3 separate regions of the Hordeum vulgare genome follow, and regions 2 and 3 are each linked to region 1. A link is a contact called in public Hi-C data. All regions are on one chromosome and are shown on one strand. The core of a region is the stretch at or near the end of the contact, and the rest is flanking DNA. Distances in the headings are between cores, read along the strand shown. Region 1 overlaps LOC123439377 (a long non-coding RNA gene). Region 2 holds the start of LOC123442711 (short-chain dehydrogenase TIC 32 B, chloroplastic-like). Region 3 has its middle 5.2 kb from the start of LOC123439374.

Evidence for each region. A called contact is a pair of places that touch in the nucleus more often than the background predicts.
Region 2: a Hi-C map of leaf shows a contact between it and region 1, with 3 times the contacts expected there. The contact joins the promoter of LOC123442711 here to the enhancer-like site in region 1. A contact is called at or near these places in 4 of 6 Hi-C or Micro-C datasets (leaf and seedling).
Region 3: a Hi-C map of leaf shows a contact between it and region 1, with 2.0 times the contacts expected there. The contact joins two enhancer-like sites. A contact is called at or near these places in 2 of 6 Hi-C or Micro-C datasets (leaf and seedling).

Annotation. Positions count from the first base shown.
Region 1 is chr3H:25,568,744-25,572,436 of MorexV3_pseudomolecules_assembly, reverse strand. LOC123439377 (a long non-coding RNA gene) reads left to right here. Exons shown (of 3, transcript XR_006630077.1): 3 at 1-391. Among protein-coding and RNA genes, the nearest start is that of LOC123439377, 3.1 kb to the left of the region's middle. Within about 2 kb of position 1,631, at least 2 of the 3 cell types and tissues checked have open chromatin away from gene starts, as enhancers often do. A contact at or near this core is called in leaf, where this site is marked.
Region 2 is chr3H:25,811,279-25,814,971 of MorexV3_pseudomolecules_assembly, reverse strand. LOC123442711 (short-chain dehydrogenase TIC 32 B, chloroplastic-like) reads right to left here and starts at 1,990. Exons shown (of 9, transcript XM_045118830.1): 1 at 1,674-1,990; 2 at 1,459-1,601. The coding sequence starts at 1,576.
Region 3 is chr3H:25,426,297-25,429,989 of MorexV3_pseudomolecules_assembly, reverse strand. No RefSeq gene overlaps it. Among protein-coding and RNA genes, the nearest start is that of LOC123439374, 5.2 kb to the left of the region's middle. Within about 2 kb of position 1,684, at least 1 of the 3 cell types and tissues checked has open chromatin away from gene starts, as enhancers often do. A contact at or near this core is called in leaf, where this site is marked.

The sequences.
Region 1 (3,693 bases), core at 382-2,881:
TTCTAACCCCAAAGCACTACCCAAAAAGAAGGCTAAGGTAAAGAACGTTGTTGATGATCCACTAGTAATCACTCTCAAAGATGCGTTCAAACTTGTGGCAAAAGCGCTTGCGAAGTCTAGTGGAGATGATGATGACATACATGATGACCTTTGGGATGTAGTCTCTGTATTGCCAGATTTTGATGAAGAGCACCTAGCCCACTACTATGCTCATCTTGTGGACAATCCCAAGATAGCAAGAGCCTTCATGAAACTAACCCAAATCAACAAGTCTGTTTGGATAAGTAGGTATGTGAAGAAGAACTTTTAAATTCGATATGGTTGTATGGTCGATAAGTATGTGAACTTGACACATGACTGTTGTGCACTTTGGTTGCTTTTGGAGATTTCGTATGTGAACTTGACATGTATGACTATTGCACTTTGATGCTTTTGGGAATTTCGTATGTGAACCTTGTTATATGTGCACCTTGTTGAAAATTATGTTATGTGTTGTCATTTATGTGTTATAAACTTGTAAATATCTATTGTTGTGTTGTCTTTCTTCAAAATACAAACTACATGCTATTGGAATTTTGAATTTTATGTCGTTCCATTTTTCATTACGTGCTTCCAACCAAACACCGGAACGATACTGATCCGTTCTACTCTTTTGCTCCTACCAAACACAGGAATAGAATCGACCCATTCCTGTGAGATGGAATCATTCCATTCCATGATAGTTGGCCCCCAACTTAACACATCCTAAGAAATTTAGTACCCCGGGTCCTATGATCCAAATGGTTATATAGTTGGAGAAAAAGATCCTACAGAGTCAGATCATACAATTTTTTATCAGATCATACAATTTTTTATATGAAATTCCTTTGATCCAAAGAGGTCCCAAGAATTCCATTTCTATGAATCAAGCGATCTACTATGCATAGAAAAATCCATATGGGCCCAAATTCTTCAAGAATTATGCGCTAGTCGTTTGATCAAAAGAAGCCCCAAATCAAGAGTAGCAGGTATACTACAAATATACCTGGTCATGGAATAACCGGCCCAACGGCCCGACCCGACCCGACCCAAAAAAGTCCGACCCGGCCCGACCCGACCTTGCCCACGGGCCGGGTTCAGGCCTAGATTTTGAGCCCGTCGGGCTCATCGGGCGAGGCTCGGGTCTAGAAAAACCCAAGCTTACGCCTACATCGGGCCATGCCTGGCTTTCTCGGGTTCGGGCCGGGCTTGGGCCCAAAAACCAGGCCCAACGGTTGGGCCAGGCCGGGCTCGGGCCTGCGTTTTGTACCACGGGCTTTTTTTGGCCCGGTCTGAGTTTTGCCGAGGTATAACTACCAAGAGCGTAATCAAACTTAGTACTCCCTCAGTCCCGATATATAAGGCATTTCACGAAAACCAAATAATCGCGAAACACTTGGACGCGGTGTTTCATCGTTTTTTTATTTTTTGACATAAATAAAAAAATCAACCAATAAAAAACAGGAGAGTGTATGTTTTTAACGACTTAAAATTAACAAATAAGAAGGGACAACGACAGGTCAGGTGCGGTCGCTGTTGCTTGATGGCCGTGTGGGCCGTGCGTCTCCTTGTAATCTTGCCCGGCTCGCGCCATCGCCGGTCGCTCTCGCATCCTCTCGTGCGTGTCCTGATTGTTGTTCGCTCCACCCAACAATTCCGACGAGCCATTTAATTGGCCGACAACCCATATACTGTATTTTTCTTTGGGTGAAAACAACCCATGCAACCTGGGAGCTTCCATAAGCAATGAGCCCTTGGATGTGGCAGGCCAGAGCAATTGTAAGTTTATAACAACGTACTGTACATGAGTGCACCGGCCTTCCATTCAAAGCATGTGATGTGCTGATGGCCCTGCCACTCCACTGATCTCTGTTGAAAATTCAGTTCACCTCTTCAATTCAGACAGGCATTACATTACATATGGCACTCACTGATGCAGGTGACTTGGGTGCACAGATAGATAGATATACTAGTACTGGGTTTCTTGGAGATGCCATGGGATGGGCAGTACGTGCGTGGATAATATCCATCCTCCATCCTCCATCCTCCATGGACGGAGGATTGAATGCACGCCGCCATGCCACACCACGCCACGCATTTGATGGTCGATTACCTTCACTCCAGCGCAAGCAACGTCCTACGTACGCATGGATGCTGATGCTCATCTTGCCCTCATGGCTGTTTTTGTCCTTGCTAGGTAGATCTTGGAAATAGGCACTTAAATGGCTGCAAAAATCAGATCGATCCCCGAGTTTAATGTTCTTTCATTTAACCGGTACAAGTTTCATCTCGATCAACTACTTTCTTTCAACTACTGATTGCTTAGTATTGATGACCATTATCATGGTCTCTGCAGCAACTTAATCATGCATGCATTTAGTGTGCGTCTGCGTAATTAGGTCAGATTGATTTGATAATTGATTGCGATCCAGGAAGAGAGGTGAGGTGAATGCATGCATGTGGCAAGCCCATGAATCATTTATGTAGCACTGATTGCAGAAAAACCAATCAGGTGGTCACAAGGTTGCTACTCTGAAAAAACTTGCTAGCCTCGTCCATGCTTGGATTCAAATACTAAAGAGACTAAAATCAAGTTAATGATCATTTATTATTCTCTAAACCCTTCAATTCAGAACTCGTCTGTGTTAAAGGAGAGGAGTTAAATTAGGAGAGAGAGGACTAATCCACATTTTAATAGGGATACCTCTAACTAATTTTTTTTAATCTGAAGACTAATTTTGGCCCCTCCTTAGTCAGTGATGCTTGAAACTTTAGCCTCTTAAATAAACTACTTTTAGTCAGACTAGTTTTAATCCTTTGGATCCAAGCACCCTCTAAAACGGTTACGAAGAGCATGCATCTACAAACTATGGTGGGCTACGAAGAGAAGAACAAAGACAGATAGTACTGGATCCACATATTTGTGCAGACCAAAAAGGTTATGTAGTGACTCATAGGTAGTATGGCACATCTACATGTACGTACGAAATAAATCCTATTCATTCTTGGAGTATTTATATTAGCCTGCAGGAACAAAGCAGATCACACCAATGCATCGCACCTTGGATTATGCAGAAAAGGATTGACGATGGGCTTTGTAATCGGCTAACCATAATTGTTGCAGGTGAACTACTAGCTATTGTTAAATCTTTGTTGCAGGTGATCAGTTTATCCGCCTTTGTTGCGGGTAAATCTTTGTTGCAGGTAACAAAATATTGAATGATTTGGACGGATGCACCTTCACAACCAAGGTTGCCTTGCCTGTGCATTCCTCTCGACACAACTCACATAACCCCATATGTCATTTTAGGTAACTTCCGCCTCCGCCTCCGGATCGCTGCTTGGCGATTCCGAGGCGTTCCAGCCGCCGTCCTCCGAGTCCTCTCCTAGCCAGATCCGCTGGCCACCGCCGTCACCAGCCACCCCGACGGCGGCGGCCGGCCGCCCTTCTCGCGCGCATCCCCATCCTCTCCTCCATCTCCGTCTAGATCCGTCGTCAGGCTCGTTGCGTGTAGAGCGATCTGGACTTTGGTTGGATGGTGTGGTTGGAATGACAGCAGGGGGTGACACCAATAAAGCGGTGCCTGGACGGCGGCGCCCGGGACGGCAGTGGCTTCGGCTACCGGGGTGGCGGCTCCCGGTGGCGACGGGGTTCTAGGGCCTGGACGACGGCGG
Region 2 (3,693 bases), core at 741-3,240, 240 kb before region 1:
CAAGTAAACATTGGAGCTTCAGAATCGATGAAAAGGATAGAAGAAGATTGTCAGTCATCTAACTGAAACTGAAAGGATCTTGTCACTGCATCATATAATCACTCTTGCTGTAGTCTTCTAACAACCAACTAGCAAAAGGGACAAAAATGACAGTTTCTGCTAATTTCTACCAGCGGAGTACTTTTCAAGTAAACATCGGAGCTTCAAAACCGTAGTGTACTAAAAAGGATAGAAGAAGATTGCCATCTAACTGAAAGGACCTTGTCACTCTTGCAATAAATAGAGCACATAAAAGATGGATAAAAATAACAAAAATACTATGTTCCTTCCAAATCCCTATTCGTAAATTTGGTCACGTCATGATACTGACAAGCAGGGTGGGAGGTGCAGAAATTGTCTGCACTACTACTTAAGAGTTAAGACAAGTGAAAGCTTGGATCCATGGTGTGGTTTACCATGAAAACAAAACATTCATCTCAACAAGGGCAGCTAGGGATATTTGATTGGTTCTAGTCAAGAGGAGAAGTGGCAGATAACACCAACCAATTCAGGATCCATTGAAGGCCACACAAAACAGTCCCCAAAGAGACAGGGCCCAGAAATCCAGGCTCCATGCATACTCTCCTTCTCCGCATAAAAGGGAGATTTTTTTGGAGAAATATAGTACTCCCTCCGTCCTAAAATTCTTGTTTTAGCTTTGTCTTGAAATGGATGTATCTAAATACTAATAGATGTCTAGATACGTTTATATCTAGACAAATCAAAGACAAATTTTTTGGGACGGAGGGAGTAATAAACAACGTCCTTGCAATTTTTTGAAGAACAGATCATCACAACCAAGAGATGTACATCACAAAGTAGTGGTGCTTGTGTACGAAAAACAGTTGCGACAACACATGTTCAGAAGTTAGTACTTCAGTACATACACCAAAACAAAAAAAAATCCCGGTCGTAAACCCACTTCCCAACTGCTTGTCTAGGAGCGCAAGAAGAGAGCAGAACAACTCCCTGTAGAAAAAATTCAGAAAGGTTGCAGACAAATCTAACCGACAACATCACAGAGACTATCCGAGCATTGCACGACGAACAAAGCCAGCTAATTTGATTCACTAGTACTACACAGTTAGCAGACCATCGGGGTTTAGGGATCAAAATAGTTTGATGTGAACATTGATAGATAATAATAGTAGCAGCGCTGCTGTTCTTGTGCTGACAGCGACGCATAACAAACAGTCAGATTCAGGGCGCGTGCGCCCCAAACAGGAAAGAGATTGTCACCGCGTATGACTGCCCAAAACGTCCAAAAGGTGGCGCCCCCATCACACAGCCAAGAAGATGAGAGTGGACACGACAGGTGGCACTGCGAACGCCATTGGTGATCTGGCGGCGCAGGAGCTAGCAGAGGGGGAATCCGGCCGGGTCGGGGTGGGGGTGGGGGTGGGACTGGTGGGTGGGTACCTGTGACGATGACGGTGAGGGCGGCGGCGCAGATGCCCTCGGTGACCTGCTCCGCCGTGGAGCCCGACCCGAACCCGCTGGCGCCCGGCTTGCCGGTGATGAGGGACAGGATGCCCATCTGGTTCTTGCGTCGGCTCCCGAAGCTGCGGAAGAGAATGTGAGTCCCTCGATCAAGGAGAAGAAGAAGAAGCAGACGAATCTTGGCAAGCTCTCACCTTGACGGACTAGTCGATGGCGAGATTGGTTGTGTTGATTGATTGATGCGCGACGGGAAGGAGGGAGGGAGGGAGGGAGGAGGACGGCGTGCGCGAGCGGGCGCAGGGGAGGTCCGTTATTTATGGCCGCGGGGAGCGGTAGCAGCGGTTTGGTTGGGGAGTAGGCGGCCTCTGCCTACCGGCCGGAACGCAAACTCTGGCTGGACTCTGGAGCAGTGAATCCGGCCGGCCCGGGACTCTGCTGGTTTCCTTGCTGGATTGCTTCCCTCCCTGAATTCCTTCTTCTTGCACGGGAAGAATATTTGTGTGTGTGGTCTCTGGTAAGCAGTGGACAAAAAATCGCATCTTCCTTTTCTTTTGGGATGAGACGAGAAAATCGTATCTTTTTTCCTTGATGGTGAAAGAGTCGGAGATCCAGAGGAGGGGAGTCCGGAGTCCACACATGTCGACCAACCATGTAATCAGGGTTTGTGACCTCAAATTCTTTTATGTGTACACAACGATATTTATGCATGTATAGTACAGAAAATATAAAACTTCGAAAGTTCACATCAAGGAGTGTTTGACACACCGACAGAAGAGACCGAAACGCATGATATGTACGTGCGCCTGCTCTTTCAGATGGCGCTCGTCGGGTTCGTTGAGTGCGGAGGATGGAAGGACCCGCGCTACATGTACGGAGGAGGACTTATGGTCTTTCTTGATGACGCCCGCCACTCGCAACCGCTGAAAAGCTAGATGATTCATAAGGATTACACGTCGATGAGGTATCACACACAATGCAGCGGGGTAACTCTGTTTATGCGATGAGTTGATCATGATTTGCTAAAATTGGAAAGGCAGTCCTATATTGTAACTGGATCCAAACAGACGGTTTCCTGATCCCACGCATTCCCCAACTTATAATATCCTAAACCAACCGATGTACTAGGTCTTTGGTTTCTCTTGCAATGCAAACCAGGAAAATTGCTTGGTCGGTGGTGACTTTCTAACTACACGTTTGTCTGCACTTGTTCGTTTCTCTAGTTATTTATAGATGAGAAGAGTTGTGCATAAACAGAGTCATATATATTCTATTGCTCTTGTCTCTGAAACAGGAGTAGGTGAGCAAAAATTAATATGTGATCTTCTCTAACAACAATGAAGACAAAAGCAATACATGATACATTATATGTGATCTTTGTCGGTAAAAAAGTAGTACACTGATACTACATTACCTTTCCCAGTCCAATAATTTCAGAAATGTTCTTCACCTTTTTTTTGCCTCATGACCAAAGTAGTTGTACTATAACTAATAAGTAAAACACGCATACACATGTCCAAAAACCCTCTTAATAATAAGTAAAACACACATAAACATTTCCAAAAGGAGGGCGGCGTGCGCGAGCGGGCGCAGGGGAGGAGGGAGTGGGGTTATTTGTGCACGACCGAGCCGTCAAAATCCGGGACCTTGTGCCAAACTGTCAACTGAGGCCTATCTCCTTGGAAAAAAATAAAACTATAATAGATTTATTTCTAGTTCCGTTCTGAGATTGAGTTAAATAATCTATCTGTTATATTTTCTCTTACGTTTTTGTTAATCTGATTCATATACTCTAGAAAAATTTTGTAGTGGGCATGGCATGGATCTTAAGAGTCTAGACAAATTGATGCATATCAAACAGTCACTGGTAGAAAAAGAGGCTTCTGTTCAGCCCCATAAGTCGCGAAACTGTAGGAACCGCGACTAATGATTTCTTTAGTCGCGGTTCCGCAGACGAACCGCGACCAAAGGCCTGGGCCAGGGCGCTCGGTGGCCAGCTGGTGCACGTGAGGGGCTTTAGTCGCGGTTGGCCAGGCCAACCGCGACTAAAGGTGCCCAAAGGCCTTTAGTCGCGGTTGGCCATGCCAACCGCGACTAAATCTCCTCCCCTATATATACCAGTTCAGCACACTCACTTAGCCATTTGGTGCCACTTCTCTTCACAAGCTTCACAAGGGGGTGTAGGTTTGCTTTTGGTTCCTCTTATGCACACAAGGT
Region 3 (3,693 bases), core at 435-2,934, 140 kb after region 1:
AAGGGGCATGTGCGGCATTCTCTACCAGCACGCCGCTAATGCCGACTCTAGTGACCAGTCGTGTCCACTCTAGACAGGCACATATATGGCGTTCTAGACTGACATGAATGTGGTACAGAAAACGAAGGTGTGTGTAGGACAGGGCGCTGTCATGGGAGGTGTTTTTGGGAGGGACCGGGGTACCGTGCGTGGCAATGTTTCGGACGACCTCAAAGCTCACCGTAGTTTGCATTAGGTTTGCAAAATTTCGGACAATCGGACGAGCCCCAGACAAATAAGGCACCACGTTGGATGACAACTACGTCCGAATAGCTCGGTCTGTGGCGTTTTAATTAATAGTCGCCCTCCATACGTTTCCATGTATATGTCGATGAATAGTCTTGACGTACCATTGTCATCATCTTCTCAATGTCCATATTTGGCGATGTTTGGTTCCAAACTAAGAAAAGTCAACAATTCACTTCATCCATACACATATATAGGATAAACATGCAGTTTTCCAAATGCAAAATTAGGAAACATATAACAGAACTCGCATGTGGTTGTACTACACTATTGTAGCATACTGTTCATCAGGCATAAATTCCCTCTTATCACATACCTATTTCGTATTCTTCTGCCTATCATTGTCGAAAATGACAAATTAAGCGCTACGGGCACGTCTTTTTCTTTGTATAAAATGTCAAATGAATATCCATCGGTACAAATAAGGAGGAGTCCGTAATTGCATTTTTTAATATTATGTGAGAGTGTGACAGAGGAGAGAAGCGATGAATGCAAACAAGATTCTCTCTTCAACGAAAGATGTACACTTTCTTTTTCTTATATCATTTGGAATGGCTCATAACTTTTAAAAAAGAAAATCCTTTCTAAACATTTTACATATATGAATTCATAACCATGATATGAATATATTATAAACCATAACATCACTTTTAATTGTACAATTGGATTTGTCATGAAAAATGGTTTCATATTTAAAAAATAAATTTACATGCATGTTCATACGAACATTAACCATACTGTTTACTCACTGGAGCTTGTCACAGTTAAAAAATTATATGAACGTAGTAGTAATTCCACCAATAAGATTGGCCTTTCAGATATTAAAACCAGGAACCTATAGATGAATAGAGAAAAAAACTTGAAGCATTGCTCGCACACTATATGCGATATTATTAATTATCCTCTTGGTGCTGCATTTCATATGGGCAGTGAATCAAGGATGGACCGGCACGGGAGTAAACGCCGGATCAACGTTGTACACGATGAGCTAGCCGGTCCTCCTCGCTCTCCACCTCTATGATATCATCTGGTCGTTCTTGGTCACCTCCAGTGAGCTAGCCGGCAAGCCGGTCGTTTCATCGTGCACGACAGCCGGCCAACTCTTGCTTCAGCTTTAGAGCTCGGGGTCATGGACGCGGTAGTGCATAGAGAAACAATGTAAGCAGGCAGGCATGGAGCGGTGCAGTGTCGTCATGTATAAATATCACGGAGCGCGGGCTAGTCCTTAAGGCGAGCTGCGTTATTAACGTCGGAGTCGGTTTCTTAATCATCGCGTCTGTTTAATGCCGGTAGACGAACCACACATGCAACCAGTTTGAGCGATGGTGAAGTTGTCCTGTCCCTTCTAGCCACATCCCTTCGGTATTGCATAGGGGTGGAGACCGAAAAGTGGCACGGACGGCGCTCTCTTTCAGGGCATTGATAATGCCGGCTCTAGTGATCAATCGCGTCTGATTTGGATAGGCACGAATGTGACGCTCTGGATTGACATGGGAGCTGTATTCTGGAGGGACCGGGGTACCAGACGCGGACGTGATTGTGGTTCGGATGCCCACAAAGCTCACCCTAGTTTGCGTCTAGTTAATTTGTGGGATTTCGGACAACCGAACGAGCCTGCGAACAAATAGGACACCCTCCATAGTTTTCCTAAGACGATGAATAGTCTTGACGTACCATTGTCATCATCTTCTCAATGTTCATATTTGGCGAGGTTCCGTTGCAAACTAAGAAAAATCAACAATTTGATCACTTCATTCATTAGGCCAACTCCAACGTCCGACTCCAAACGAACGTCTGTTTTTCGGATTTTGTCCATTTGAGTATAGCAACGGGGCGAGGCCTTGCTGTTTTCTCGGAAGCGCCCAACGCGCTGCCCCATCTGGTCCGCCACAGCCGAAGAAAGGCCATAGGATTATGCAAATAAGCAAATAAATTAAACACTGCAAATAGTTTTGCAAATAAAATAGTTTCATGTCTGAATAAAAACATAATCAAATAGTTTTACAACCCAATCGAAATTGTCTTGAATAGATGAAACGTAAATGATCCGACACATATATTGGTTGTCAATGTAAGTCCACATGTGCTCAATCAAGTCATCCTGGAACTGCAGTTGAGTATGTCAATCACGCATTTTACGATGAAGTTGAGTAACACTGTTGTTTCGGTTTAACCTTCCTATAAAGAGTAGGATTGTCTTTTTAAGATATATGTCACCCCCACCGCATGTGTACACCATGATGGCCCGGCGCATTGGCGGATGATGTATGCCTGTATGACCAGTTCATTCAGTGAAATATAAAGCAAAAATAATATTACTAGGCAAGGATACAAACACGGGACCTCCTACTACAATGAGCAAGCTAATAAACACAAGGACTAATAAGCACTTGTGATTATTTAGGCAGCACAACCTATTAAAAAGCCTATTAGCAGCGCCCGATTCGTGAACAAAACTGAAACACTTTTTCTGAGATAGTGAATACTTTTTAAAACGTGAATGTTTTGCAGAAATTGTGAAAAAAACAAACCAAATATTTTTTGAAAATCTCCAACTTAATTTCGAATTTTTAGCAGTTTTTAAACGCGGACCTTTTTTGAAACACAAACAAAATTTACAGAATAGGACGTAATGTAGGAAAGATTTATATAAAACACCAAATATTTCTTGAACTTTGGACATTTATCAGTTATGTGAACATTTTTTGAAAAACATGAATAACTTTGAAAACTAGTGGGTACTGTAGTGAACTTTTTCTTTAAATAAAAATTATCAATTTTGGAAAACATGAACTATTTTGAAATTCTCGAACAATTTGTAAACCACACACATTTTCTAAAGAGGTGGGAACTTTTCTGAGTTTTTAACATGTTACAAGAAAATAATTTAAAGTTCCAATCTCTGCTTTCAAGACGTGAACAAAATTTGGGAATCCTGACATTTTTAAAGGATTAAATTTATGAAAAAAAGAAAATAGGAAAACAACTTGAAAAAAAGAAATTAACGAAACATAGAAATTTGAAGAAAAGCTAAGCACAAAAATAAACAGAAAACCAAACACCAGTGAAAACAGATTCATGAAAAAATGGATACATTAGCATATGTGTTTATCTCATAATTGGGCTGGCCTATCCTGTTTGCTATGTCGCTTGCGTTGTGCGAATGAGCCACACTTTGTCGCAAAGAGTAGCAAAATGGTATTTCATCATATTTCGTGCTTTCATTGTTTTCTGAAATTTTTGAATCCTTTTCAGTTAATAGAATTTTGTTTGCAACTTTTGAATTGAACTTTTCTAAAATCTGCTACTTTTAACAATTTGTTTACACAAGTTATTATTGTTTCGAATAAGTAAAATTTTGTTCCAAAAAATTCACCAATTAGAGAAACATTTCCCTAATAGGTAGAT